3 separate regions of the Zea mays genome follow, and all the other regions are linked to region 3. The links are chromatin contacts, called in public Hi-C maps. All regions are on one chromosome and are shown on one strand. Each heading gives the region's core, a stretch centred on a gene start, on an enhancer-like site or on the middle of the called end of the contact. The rest is flanking DNA. Distances are from core to core; before and after follow the strand shown. Region 1 holds the start of LOC100281604. Region 2 holds the start of LOC103653026 (polyadenylation and cleavage factor homolog 4). Region 3 holds the start of LOC100216599 (aconitase1).

Evidence for each region. Hi-C and Micro-C count contacts between places; a contact is called where the count stands out from the background.
Region 1: a Hi-C map of ear shows a contact between it and region 3, with 2.1 times the contacts expected there. The contact joins the promoter of LOC100281604 here to the promoter of LOC100216599 in region 3. A contact is called at or near these places in 3 of 25 Hi-C or Micro-C datasets (ear, leaf and tassel).
Region 2: a Hi-C map of ear shows a contact between it and region 3, with 2.1 times the contacts expected there. The contact joins the promoter of LOC103653026 here to the promoter of LOC100216599 in region 3. A contact is called at or near these places in 2 of 25 Hi-C or Micro-C datasets (ear and tassel).

Annotation. Positions count from the first base shown.
Region 1 is chr4:30,748,303-30,751,194 of Zm-B73-REFERENCE-NAM-5.0, reverse strand. It overlaps LOC100281604, which reads right to left and starts at 1,398. Exons shown (of 6, transcript NM_001353168.1): 1 at 1,323-1,398; 2 at 497-1,219. The coding sequence starts at 989.
Region 2 is chr4:30,855,292-30,858,016 of Zm-B73-REFERENCE-NAM-5.0, reverse strand. It overlaps LOC103653026 (polyadenylation and cleavage factor homolog 4), which reads right to left and starts at 1,283. Exons shown (of 7, transcript XM_020552500.3): 1 at 852-1,283. The coding sequence starts at 1,097.
Region 3 is chr4:30,038,051-30,040,762 of Zm-B73-REFERENCE-NAM-5.0, reverse strand. LOC100216599 (aconitase1) reads right to left here and starts at 1,441. Exons shown (of 20, transcript NM_001317364.1): 1 at 1,176-1,441. The coding sequence starts at 1,440.

The DNA of each region.
Region 1 (2,892 bases), core at 149-2,648, 710 kb before region 3:
AATCAAAAGCTAAAACAACTAATATTTTGGGACGGAGTGAGTATGATTTTAGCGCAAACTGTTCAGAACACCAAATATATGATCAAAACATAACTAACTTTAGAAATATACTAAAAAAATTGATTAAAACACACCTAAACATTGACCAAACACCATTTTCTCCATATCCCCTGAACTATGAATTTCTACATCCATTTCACAGGAAAAACTGATTCCTACTTCTAGGGCAGTGGGGACTTTCCAGAAACCTATAAACGTGGATAATAGACGAAGGAAATCGGGGGAGCATTTGGATTACATGAGAATATTTTCAGAACTAGTCCAAACCATGTTGCAAGTGAAATACTGGGTCTCAGCCCATTTCACGAAAATAGTACCTGACTGTGGATAATCAAACAACAATACTCAATAATAGTACTGTAAACATATATCACGCAAAGCATCAGAATTCAGAAATAGACACCATTCGGTACTGGAAGCATAAAAAAAAACTCACCCAAATTGATCTGCCGTGAGCAATCACTGTGCCGGTACCTCTCCACCAGCGCCGCCACCTCCTCCTCCGACAGAGGTTCCCCGAGAACCTCCTCCCGGATCCTCTCGTCGCCACTAGCATAATCGCCGACGCGTGCCGCGGCTGTGCCGTCCCATGGGCGGTCGAGGCGGCCGGGGCCGAAGGGCGAGAACCGGGTGGGCTCGCGGAAACCGATGGGCCTCCATGTCGGGTCTGTCTCCGAGTACGAGTACCGGAAGTCAAAGGGAAGGTCGGAGTGCGCAGGCTCATCGGGCCTGATCTTGCCCGCCAGGGCCTTGGGCTTCGGCGGCGGCGTCGATGGCGCCCGAGGTGGGAGCTTAGGAACCCGCGTGAACGGAGGGTCGTCGTCGTCGGGGTCAAAGGAGGATGAAGAGGAGCGCAGGAGGCGGCCTGCCAGGGCCTGGGCGTCCTGAGCGGGGCGCCGCCATGGGAGAAGCTTTCGAGGAAGAAGCATCTTTTTGATGAGCTTATTGCAAAAATGAGACTACCAATATGGCCGTTTTCACTTTTGTTCATCAACGTTGCACTCTTTCAGATATGGGACCGAGACACACTCACACACACTTGCCTTAAGCCCTTAACGCCGCTCGTAATCTGCTGGACCGGAGCTGGAGTCCCTCATTTGCCCTTGTTCTTTCTCGCTCGAGCTCTCTGTCTTCGGCTCTTCGCCAGCGAACGCTCCTCCTGCTCCTCTTCTCCGCCAGTCAAAGATTTGCGTCCAGAGAAAAAAAAATACAAAGCAATTTGAACAAGCAAATTGTGTAGAAAAAAGCCCGTCAGACTCAACCTGTAGGTCACGGTCACCCCAGTCCCCAGCCAAGGCAGCCGCTCAGGCCTGTTGCCCTGTTGAGCTGATAGGCAAGGCCACTGTTATGAGAATATGCAACTGCTTGTCGCCGGATGCCTGGATGGATGAAAGCTGCTGCAGCAGTAGCAGCCGAACGGGGCTGCGGCGGAGAACGGGGCTTCAGGCTGGTGGAGAGCGGGGCCGGCAACGAACAGCTTCCTGATGGCGGAGGGCCTGGCCGACGGCTAGCAGCTGGTGGAGGCCGGCGGCAAGCAACTGGTTCGGTGGCGGCGGGCTATGTAATGTTCGATTTTTTATGGGGTTGGCCAATTTATTGAATAAACTCTATGGTGTGTAATGATGGATAATACCAGTAGTATCATATTGGAAGTTCAAAGGTCTTTTGACTTGACTTATATGGTGGGAATTATTTCACTTAATTTAAGAAGTCAAGAAATAGACAACGGCGTGCCACGCGCGCCGCCGCCGGCCGGGCACGGGCGAGGCAGACGCGCGGGCGGGCGGTCGTGGGGTGGTTGTGTTAATTTTTAGCACTCATTAATCGCGGGAGTTTCAACTCCGGGTTAAACCTTTCAGTAGAGGAGAAGGGCATGTGTCTCTGAAGCCCCTGCCGTTCGAGACCTTGCACGGGGGATCAGCAATTAGGTTTTTGGTGAGCGTTTACGCGACTGCCCAAAACATATTCTTCCTGACAACATGACAAAGGGAAGCTGGACAATGATCTGGATCATCAGAGCGCATGGGAGGGTATGATCAGTTTATTTCCTTACTGTTTTACGTTCTGCAGATTATATATGTTTCATATATTTATTTGTGTTGTTTTATATGTAGCAATGATTTTATCTCATCTATTCTGTCATATTATAATATGTTATATCTGTCTGTTTTAATTTTACAGTCATGCTATTTATGTTTCTATCTGTTTATTTTCAATTGTTCAGTCAGTTTATATGCTTATCATATTTATATGATTTATATGATTCATATGCTTTGTGTTCTCATGATCCATATTGTTATGGATATATTTGAGATCACGATTTCTATGATTAATTATTTGTTATATGTCATCATCATAATGTTAATTTATGGAATTAAAATGATATGAAAAATGTCTATAATTCTAACAATCCAAAAACCTAATGTTAGGCATTTTTCTGTCAGATTTAACTTCTGAAGATGAGGCTAAGTTTAAGGCTGAAGACAACCTCTTTTGAGGAGCAGTAATTAGCGCACTTGATACAAAATTCCAGAAAAGCTATATCATCCTTTCTACAGGGAAAGAGCTGTGGGATGCACTTGTTGGAAAGTTTGGAGTAACTGACGCTGGTAGCGAGCTGTATCTCATGGAGCAGCTGTATGACTACAAGATGGTTGAGAACCGATCTGTAGTGGAACAGGCTCATGAGTTCCAGGCACTAGCTAAGGAACTCGAACTTTTTTCTTGTCCTTTGCCTGATAAGTTTGTGGATGGCGGTATAATCGCCAAGTTGCCACCTTCTTGGAAGGACTTTGCTACCTCTCTCAAACATAAGAGACAAGAGTTCAATGT
Region 2 (2,725 bases), core at 34-2,533, 820 kb before region 3:
TATGTTGCTACATATTCCATGCATATCCTACCAATAATGAACAGGAAGTTTAAGAGGGACTAAGGGGGTGTTTGGTTTCTAGGGACTAATGTTTAGTCCCTTCATTTTGTTCCATTTTAGTATATAAATTGACAAATATAGAAACTAAAATAGAGTTTTAGTTTCTATATTTGATAATTTTGTAACTAAAGTGGAATAAAATGTAGGGACTAAAAATTAGTCCCTACAAACCAAACACCCCCTAAAATGGCAAGCACCAATTAATCCACAAAGTTCCACAAAGGTTCTACACCCCAGGAAAGGGGTGTTTGAATGTACTAGAGCTAATAGTCAGCTGCTAAAATTAGCTAAAGACGTCTAAACACTCTAGCTAATAATTCAGCTATTAGCTACTTTTAGCAAATTAGCTAATATTTAGCTAGCTAATTTCAATAGCAATTTTTTAGCCAACTACCTATTAGCTCTTGTGCATTCAAACACCCCCTAAATATGCTACCAAAGCTGTAAACAGCAACCAGAGCAAACATACTAAACTGTATGCACAACGCTTCTTACAAAAAGGAATGATCTTGTACAGGCTGAAGCTTTTGTAAAACCTAGGAAAACTTGGGAATAAAAGGTTTTCCGTCCATTTTATGGGATTTCTCACATTTCAAAACCAAGCACAGCAATCCACGTTTCACAACAAGCACACCAATCCTCAAACCCTAGTGACTACACGGCAAAAGCGCCCAGACTACTCGACGCTCCAAGCCCAAGCTTCCTTATGCCCCAGAAATCGTAAGGCGGGCCACCTTAATGACAAAATAAGAGTAACACCCCTGATAGGAGAGCAGAAGTAGCAGAACGACCTCGGCGACGCGGGCGCAGATGGCGTCGGCGATTCCCCCGGCGGCGAGCGTGGCGTGCTGGCCCGCGATGATGGTGAGCTCGGTGATGACCGGCTTGCAGTTGAAGGTTAGCTCACGGAGCGCCTCCGCGTACACGTGCACGACCGCGGCGGCGCCCGGCTCGCCGCCGCCCGCTTCCTCGCGCAGTCGCGACCGGAACCGCTCCACCACGTGGCCCGCCGCTGGGGACGCCGCGGCCCCCGCCATCGGAACAGGGGAGGAGGATCTAGGGTTTCAGGGGCTAGGGTTTGGGGTGCCTCCACGGCGAGAGGGGGCAGGAGGCATGGGAGCGGAGCGAAGTGGCGGAAAGGGGGAGATAGCAGGAGACAGTCACCGATTTGTTCGCGAAACGGCGAGGATCTCGTTTCAGCGATGCTTTCCTTTTCGCCTCACTATTGCAAGTTTTTTAAGAGGTGTTTAAATACATTATCAGAATACATTATTAGGGTGTTTGAATGCTTAGCTGGCTAAAAATTATTAGTATAATTAACTAGAATTGATAGTTAGCTGGCTAAAAATTATTAGTAGAATTAACTAGATAACAAATACCTATCTAACTATTAATTAATTTACTAAAAATAATTAATAGTTCAACTATTAGTAGGGTGTTTATATCTCAACTAATTTTATTGGCTAACTATAACTAATTTTATTAGCTAATTATTAATTCTAGTGCATTCAAACACCCCCTAATAGTTAGTTAACTAAAATTTGTTAGTAAAATTAGTTAGCTAACAAATAATTACCTAACTATTAACTAATTTATCAAAAATAGCTAATAGTTGAACTATTAGCTAGGGCGTTTGGATGTCTCAATTAATTTTAATCACTAATTATTAGTTATAGGGCATTCAAACACCCCTTAGTTTGTCCGGTTAAGTGTAGTGGAACAATTGTAGGGTACGTGAGGGTTAAGTGGCAACTCAATATCATGATCCTCAAAAAATTAAATTTAAAATTAAGTAGATCCTTCTAAAAACAAATATAAAATTGAAATGAACATATACTGAACTACTGCAAATGTTGCACTTTATTTTAGCCGTATGAGTTGAAAAAAGTAGAGCTATCCTTTTTTATACTTGTTCGGTCACTCATACTCCTTCACCAAGCGAGGTGATAATATGCAGGAGCATTGCTTATAACTTTGTGTCATGTTATATTATATCTTTGTTAAAAGTCAAGAAAGGTATGAGTTGAAAAGGAGATCTGACCTTTTTTATAACTTGCTCGGTCGCTCGTCCTCCTTCACCTAGCGAGGTGATACTATTCGGGAGTCCTTCACCTAGCGAGGTGATACTATTCGGGAGCGCTGTAATGCATGGGGCTTCGTGTCATGTTGAGATTGAGTGTTTTCTCACGGCCCATCTAAGAGGTAATGGTCTGATTGTTAAACGAGACATGGGGGAGAAAAAACAATTTTACTCTATGTGTTTCACGGGTGACGCATGCCGCACGAAACTCATGCTTTAAAAGAGTAGATAAAACCATTATTCTCTTCATACATCGTCCTCTTCAATACATCGTCCTCTTCAGTCCCGCTCGCCCCATTTCTACCTCCATATGCACAACTAGAGATGGCAACGACATAAAATATCCACGTGACTACGAATAATAAACCCGACAAGTGCGAATACAAGTATATTTTTATATCTGGGAGTAAGGATGAGGATACAACAATAAACCCATAGGATATTTTTAGCGGGCAAAAAAATGTATCCACACCCGCATATCCGCTAAACTCGCTCCACGAACATGACATGTGGGTCCGTATTAGGAAATATATATTTAAAAAATAGTTTGTCAGACTATCTCCATCAGCTTACCCTCGTCGTCAT
Region 3 (2,712 bases), core at 192-2,691:
TAGATCATGCACTACAACCTTATAGCCTACTTAGCACTAAGGTCCCGCAACAGCTTAGTACCATAGTAATGGCTTGGTTGGTTCAGAAATAGCCATAATGTTGTATCAAAGCCAAATTAGCTGATCTCCGTTATATTGTTAACGGAAGTGGGGTGGGAGCCTCATCTCAAAAAAATTCCACTAACTGCTAATCACATGAACATAATCCGCAATCCTTATAGTACGTAAACAATACCACCAGATATCACTGAAGGCATCTATGATCCATACGAGGTCTTCCACAAGGAAACATTCAAGTCTCAACCACCAGGGAACCAAAAGAAGCATGACATAACTGCCTAACTACCAGATCCTAATCTAATCACTTAATAGGTACCCGACTCAATCAGTAGTGACCAGAACAGGTCACACAAACCTGTAGGTTGTAACTACTGATCACAAACCATCACATCCTGAGATCGAGCTCTGCTTCTGCTTGCAGGATGAAGGCACTAGCTTAAATTGCAATCTAAGCTGAGTCCCTGAGTGCAAAGAGTCGTGTGCTTCAGTGAAAACCAAGTCAAATCAACTCAAAACGCGAACCGAATATACTAAAATATCCATCCCGAATATCTAATATCCACATCCAAAAAGTAAAGGGAGAGAAGAACTAGGAATCTATTCGCCCCCGATTCCTAAACCCCTAGCCCCCCAACCGAAACCAGCAGAGGCATCTTCGTCTAGACATCAAACGAACCCACGCGCCGACACGGGAAATGGTCAGTCGGCACCGGTGGATGCGCCATCCAAAAACCGCTCCAACGCATCTGGGTCACGTCACTTCATTCACTGGTTCACTTGAAAAAATCCCGAGTGAAACGCTGGCGAGCGAACCCATCTACTCCTCGACCCCAGAAGACAAGATCCACACGATGCGAGGAACACCGCGTCACATAATTCGAATTCAATGATCCGGGTAGAAGGATAAGGCCGTCGATTGACCAGGATCCCAGTCCAAAACGAGCGAGCACACAGCGCTCGAAGCAGCGAACGCGACGAGGCGAGGCGCACGCATCAACGTCACCCAGATCGCCCCGCCCCGCCCCGCGCGCGCGTGACAAGCACACGACCCACGACCAGACGGAAGACCCCACGCGCGGACGGACGAAGACAAGCGCGCGCACGCACGCACGCACCTTGGGTTGCCATCCTGCGCTGGAACTGCTCGACGGCAGGCACGGCGGCCCCGATCTGCGCCCTGGCGCCCGCGAAACGCGGCCGTGTCCCGGAGAAGGCGGCGGCGCGGCGGACGAGCCCGCTTCGGCCGACCCACGCGCCGCACGGCAGCGAGAGCGCGAGGCGGGCGGAGGAGGCGGCGCGGCCCGGGTTGACGGAGGCTAGCGCAGCTGAGTTGGGGGAGAGGGATCTGAGGAGGAGGCGGGCGTTGGCGGCTTTATACATGGATGGATGGATGGAGGTCGCAGCCCGGAGGCGTGGGGCAAGTGGGCGGGGGAGATGAGTGAGGCTGCGGGGAGGTGGGTCGGGGTCGCGAGGCGACCGCTGGAGCCTGTGCAGGGAATATTGGAGTACGAACCACGGGGTCTGGTTGAGGGTCTGACCGTGGTTAGTGTCGATCTGGCCATCTCGGGTCGGGTTCCAGAGTGGGGGCGCCGGCTCGTGTCCCTGCCTCGCGGGTCGCGGCGCGGGGACGACGGTCGAGGACCCGAGGGGCGTGGCTGCCACGGGGCCGGGCCGGCTTGTTGTTGTTGGCTGGCTTACTGCCAGGTGGGGCTGTTGTTGTTCGTGGTTTCGGTTCTCTGCAGGCAGCGGCCGCGCGGTTGGGGTTGGGGCGTTGGGGTCCGTCGGCTCCGGCCGTGGCGAGGTGGAAAGGCCAGGTGCTCGCGCTGTCGTCCGACTGATGTGTTCGTTTGCAAGGCCGCTTTAGAATGAAAAAATAAATAAAAAAACATACTGTGCACTGTGCTGGTTGGTGATCGGTTACATGATTTTGCAGCGATAGAAATCAATAAAGATGCTTTTGAGAGGCAAATTTCAAAAGCTGGCTGTTTTCTTGGAAAAGCGAACTTTTGATAGAAGCGAGTTTCTCACGAATTTTGGCCTAACTTTGTAAGCTGGCCATCTCAAAAAAAAAAGTACGCTGATGGCTTTGTAGACTTTTCAGAATACCTCCAGGGGTCGGGGGATCGGGACGAATCGTTTTTCTAGCTATGCCGCAATTGTTCATTGAGTTGAACTCCACTGTGATATCCACTAACTTTAGCGACATCGCAAACTTACCTTCGACTAGGCTAGAATAATCCTCGCGTCACTAAGTACCGAGTTCCTCGCTCATGTTTCTTTGTTGCAATACCTTAGTTCTCAAATATTTGTTCATCTTTAAACTAAATCGCGACAAGACAAATAAAAAAGAATGGGGGAGTAATATATTTAAGCGAGTGTGTAGTGACACATGGTGTACTGTTTGTTTGAGTACCTTTTGTCGTGGGGCGAGGTTTGTACGCAATATATATAGAATGGATACACATGCGCTCGCCTTGGTCACCAGCTGGCGGATTGGAGGACGCGGATCGGCGCCGGGCTGGTGTAGATCGATCCACGTTGGGATGCAGATCCACATCACGCCGGGGGGCGAATCTCTGCGGTGGCATGCTAGGAGCGAGCTCACAGTGGAGCAGACGTTACTGTTTTTTGTTAGCATTTTTTTAATCTTTT